Linked DNA regions of Oryzias latipes: region 1 is linked to region 2. The links are chromatin contacts, called in public Hi-C maps. All regions are on one chromosome and are shown on one strand. The core of a region is the stretch at or near the end of the contact, and the rest is flanking DNA. Distances in the headings are between cores, read along the strand shown. Region 1 has its middle 17 kb from the start of LOC101162295. Region 2 has its middle 5.3 kb from the start of LOC100301608.

Region 1 (2,700 bases), core at 184-2,683, 36 kb before region 2:
CTAAAGGTCACAGACAGGCTCGCTCATGTTTCATGTATTTTTGTTCCACATTAGAGAGAACTTTCATGAAAGCCTCTTCTGTTCATGCAGCAAAGGTTTGGGATGAGTTCATCTTGGCGGACATTGTGGAAGAAAGAGCGTTCCCACATCGAGGCAGAGGGGAGAAAGGAGTAAGTGGGCGGGATGACCAGCTGCGTGGTTAGGGTGAGTCATGAGAATTAACTCGTTCAGAAAGTGGTCAGGAGCTGAACCGGCACACACGGATTCTCAGAAGAGCTCGCCTCACTTCCACTCAGAGGCCGCGTGGGCATGTAAAACTACTTTTGTCTTCTCAGTAGGGAACTGGGTAGTGGGGAAAATCCAACCTTTTATGGTTTAGAAGAGAAACTTGGGATTCTATCACCCTCAATCGACTTAAATTTGATGCTTTTCCAAATAAAATGCTCTGAAACATTTCCTCTGGGGTGCTCTGAGAACTGCAAATCTGCAGATAAACAAAACTTGACAAGAAGAGATGACGCAAAAGACAATCTAATCTTTAGCTGTCACAGAGTTAAGCCAGGCTGCATAAATGCAGACTCACTGGATCAGTAACTGATGTAGAAGTGGCTGTAAAGTACTTAGCACAAGGGCTGAAAATACCTCATTACACCACTCCATTGTGTCCTGTTGTGGACTCTTTGCCTACACTGGCACACATTTTTTTAGTGTTTTCATCTAGCTTCACTTCAAATGAAAAGAAAGCTGCAAACTTCCTTTGTAAAAGAATTTCCTGCAAAGAAAATAAAAGGAAGTTGATAAATTCACCGAAGTTGGCTGATTTTAAACTAAAATCTGCACTGCAAAAACAGACAAATTAGAAATAAATCAATAATTCTAACCCTAATGGCAGATTTTATTGAAATGAGGAAATAAAGCTGCGAATGCCAAAATTTATACTTTAGGAAAACAATTCTAGTCAATAAGACATGTTTTAATATTTTTTTGCTATTGAAAAATGTTCTCTTCTTTTTCTCTTTTTACTCTCTTCAGATTCAGTTTTTGCAGTGTGCATGCAAAGTTTTTGTTTTAAATAAGAGTTTCAGCTGAAAACTATGTTTTGTAGTAAGAAAGTGAAATCCAATATCCATGGAAGCAGATAATTTAGAGTGATAAAAACAAACAAATATATCCATCCATGATAAATTATTGCTTTAAATCTTCTGCATTGTTGCTGGTGGGACATAATTATCATTAATTCCTTTTACATTACTCCTATTTCTATACGCCAGTTATTCAGAGAATACCATATAGAACCGTTCTTCCTCTCTCTGTCTGCATCTCTGTGCACCCCCCCCCCCTTTGTAAATATAATCTGTGCTTTCCTGTTCCAGAAAAAGCAGAGCTGAAACCTTTTATTACCATCCAGCTTGGTAAATGTGGTGAGGGCCCATGCAGGGGTGAGGGGTGGGGGGGACCGGCGGGCTGTTGGGCTCACTCAGACCATCACAGAGGCCAGGCTGGGATGCTTCACTCATCCTGTACTTAACTAAAACCAAAAGTATTGTTATTCCCTCTGATGTTGTGACATAAAATAAGAAAAGGGAAAAGCGGATCCGCCAGGAGGCACATTGGATAGATTAAAGGATTTCTTTAATCCACTTCTGGTATAAAAGATGGTGGTTTTTGAAGCATTAGTCTCTTTTCGGATCAGAGTCTGTTTTTTGTTGCTGTGTCTTAGACTCTCCCCTTCTGAGGGTGAAATATGTGGATACGTATTGTTGCAGCCCAACCAGCTCAACGGGTCCACGCTCACAGCACCGATAACCTCACTGACACAGGAACTGAACTCCTCAGCACTTTGTAAGCTGATATGTTATTCCTGGCTAACAAGCATCCAGCCTCTGGAAGCTATTAAAGCAGCTCAGCCCGGCTCACACGGCTCCTCATGCTCTCAATCCTGGGGTATTCACACAGTCGCCCCTGCAGCAACACTCATAACGAAACCCGGAAACAGTGAAAGCTTGTGCTTTTGAGGTCATCTGCAGACGCCCCACCAGACTGGTACTTTATCTGCATAAAGCATCACTTTTATCTGCACAGGACCATGTCGCACACCCACACAGTCACAATGCATCTGCACACAAGGGGAAACCAGGCCTTGTTGGGGTTGAGGCAAAGCTTCTTCTTCCATTTCTTAGCAGCAAAAGATTTACAGAGCAGTGACAGATTTACCACCTCCTAACAGCTTTTCACTGTTTTGCCTAAACATTTCAGAATCTCCGTAACTAAGTTCCTACAGCTCTAACTATATCTTCTTTACTTTTCACCTTCAAAATCGGATAATAGCCCCCAGATTTTAGAGCCGTCTCTCCCAGCTGATGTTTGGTTTCAGGAGAAATATAAAACATTTGGGAGGCCCCAGCTGCTTTCAGTCATGGATTGCTTTGTGGCTCTGGGCAGTTTAACAGTGACGGGGGCCAGCACATGGCAAACAAGAGCCCCCCACCAAGACTATGCTGGCTTGAGCTGTGAAGTTATGCAAGGTATGTCACTGTAAACGTCGGCTGGGACACAACAAATGTGTGTCCCGTGGGACATTTCCAACCTTCACCGAGACAAAATGGTCCAAAGCTGCCATCATTTGGGCAGTTTGATGATGTAATATGCTGCCCAGTGAGAATGGTATCAGTTCAAGGAAGGGCTCTTTAATTAAGAACA
Region 2 (2,700 bases), core at 89-2,588:
CTGTGTGCTGGAAGTGTTTGGGATTTTATAGCTAACATGTCTTTGCTTTTTAAAGTATCCATGTGCAGCATTTTTCCCACACACACAAAAATAAAAGTCATCGTGCCTACGCTGTGTGCTTGTCGGGGCCTGCACGGCTTTTGTCACTCTTACTCACCAAGATTACGCTGCCAGAAAGACGGATGGATGCACCTACTGGTTTTTGTGCTCCTGTTCAAACAGTAGGGAATATCATTAATGTGTGTTTGTATTTGTGCACCTATGTGAGCATGTACGCTTCTGAAAACGAACATGGATCTAGTCGCATGTGGTTCGTCACTAAAAACCTCTGTTTCCGACAGCATTTTTTCATCTGCTCCTGATTCACAGCAATTTAAAAAAAAGACAAACTCAGAAATGCAATTTAAAGCCTAATCTTCTTCATAAAAGTGCCGTAAGAACACGTTAAAGACACCAAAACCCACAATTTTCATCGCTGTGGGTCTTTAAGGTCCATGGAGGAGGCTGACGTGGATTCCTCCTTTCTTCGGGAAGCAGGACAGGAAGCTGCAGTCGGTGTGTCAGCATACTGTCCGTGCTTCTCACAGATCATCTCACATCCTGTCATTTACTGGCAGATGGTGCTCAGGATACTTGGTGTAAAAGTTCACATTATTTAAAGAGTTATGCTGAAAAGTTCGGGCGAGTCAGGAACTTGACGGTCATAAAGATGCCAAGCAGCGACTCCGCCTCAGAGGGTAGCTCCACCTGAAGAGTGAGTTTACGGCGAAGCCACATCCAGGTGAAATCAGCTTAACACATAGAACCCTGTAATCTATCATCCTGCACCTCCTACGCACTCCCAGAGACAAAAGCTTCCTTCCAATGAAAAATACACCCCCAAGACATCGACTGTTGAAAAAAAAACGAACCAACAGAGCGTGCACATTTCCAACAAACACCAGCCTCTCCGGGATTCCCACCGGTGTCACATCGGTTGAGCTGTTGCTGTCCAGGGATGGCAGGGAGGTCAGGGGGCTGGGAGACATATGGAGGCTAAAAAGACACCCACCGAGTGGGCTGCTGACGGGAAGGAATGCACCAGTCAGGGCCGAGCTCGTCCGATGAGAACGGATCCTGACATGGGTTGCCGTGGCAGCTGAAGGTGACAGGAAACTTTGTTGCATCATTTTTCCTGCAGTAAATGACTGAAATTCTTCACTTTTTGTGTCTCCATGCATAAGTGCACATATTTGTGCGTTTGTTTGATGATGAGGGGCCCCAGTCTGAGGTGCCCTCAGAGTGGCAGTTTGACCTCTAAATATACATCCAAACCCCTTGGGGGTCTGACCCCCAAGTTGTCCAGGGACCAGTTGGTCCTCTTTACTTGTCAGGTCAGCGGGGTCAGTGCATGTAATTGAAACACTTGCTTCAGATGTCAGACAACAATTTATTGTGGTTCTTTCAAGTCCCAACAACCACGCTGACAAATGTCTGTATTCAGAGAAGGCCGCTAAAAATAAAAAAAAAGGACCTCACAGCTATGAGGAGGCGTGTGAACGTCTCCAGAGCTGATTTAGGAGATTTCATGCACATCTTATTCCTCATTTCGCGCAGCTGTTTGGACAAATTGTGCCCTGAGCGTAAATGGAGAAGCTCAGGCGTGCCAGGTTTCAGTCAAAGCAAACCATCTCATGCTTCTCCGGCGTTACCAGAACCAGGTGGTCCGCTGACCTCTGGGTTTGTTGACAGTTGGAAATCCTCATGAGAGGTAGTTCTGGCTGCACATGAGTTGGTGAGCTACTTTATATTTCCAGTGTTGCGTCACCTGACTCAAAGTACAGATATTTATGATTATATTTACTCCACAAATACATCTTTACTGCACTTAAGATGTGAGAATATTTCCTATGAATATTTTTTTAATTCATTATATATATTTATTTCACATCTCTGAACTGTAAACAGTAAATAGCTGTTTATTCATGGAAAATTGAATATAAAAGCAAAAAAAAGCACAAAAAATTGATAATTTAATCATAAAAACCATTTCCGAAATCCTAAAATATCTGTATCACAGTATAACAATCTCATATTATGCTGCAAAATATATTCGGAAGAATCATAGTACAAACACTCAAAACTAGTACCGGTACTTAAGTAGAGTATTTACTTACTTAAGTAAATGTATACTGAAGTGTAATTCTGTGTTTCTGTGTTTTCTTTCAGCTTTTGTTTCTTGTTTGTCTGAATTTTTGCACCGACAACCTCTTTTTCTTCTTCTTTATGTCCGACACACTATGACATTTTCTCACAGGAGTGACGGCCAAAGTGAATACTTTGGAAGTTTGGCATTGCCAAGACAAGTTGCGGGAGGGATAAAGCAGGAAGTTTGAAAAAAGTTGCCAGACTTATTAAGGGCAGTTGTGTGTGAGCGAACCAGACTGCAGGAGAAACACAGCCAACATCCTTGACTTTTACTCGCAAAATCAGAGATAATCAGTCACCCCGGCTAGTCCCCTGCCTCCTGACCGTCGGTCAGTGTGGTACAGGCTGTGCTTTAAAACACAACATCTGCATTCCTTCCATCCTCAGACCTCCTCTTTCAGCAGCGGAGGACAAACAGCTTTGCAGAGAGGAAAAAACTCACTGCTGCCACAATGAAACAACGTTGGAGATTTTATGTATGGTGTTCTGTCCAAACTTGGCCTAACGCTGTGG

What was found. Hi-C and Micro-C count contacts between places; a contact is called where the count stands out from the background.
Region 1: a Hi-C map of gastrula embryo shows a contact between it and region 2, with 2.1 times the contacts expected there. The contact joins two enhancer-like sites. A contact is called at or near these places in 3 of 5 Hi-C or Micro-C datasets (embryo, fibroblasts and gastrula embryo).

Annotation. Positions count from the first base shown.
Region 1 is chr8:21,155,709-21,158,408 of ASM223467v1, reverse strand. No RefSeq gene overlaps it. Among protein-coding and RNA genes, the nearest start is that of LOC101162295, 17 kb to the left of the region's middle. Within about 2 kb of position 1,433, at least 2 of the 8 cell types and tissues checked have an H3K27ac peak or open chromatin away from gene starts, as enhancers often do.
Region 2 is chr8:21,120,094-21,122,793 of ASM223467v1, reverse strand. No RefSeq gene overlaps it. Among protein-coding and RNA genes, the nearest start is that of LOC100301608, 5.3 kb to the right of the region's middle. Within about 2 kb of position 1,338, at least 3 of the 8 cell types and tissues checked have an H3K27ac peak or open chromatin away from gene starts, as enhancers often do.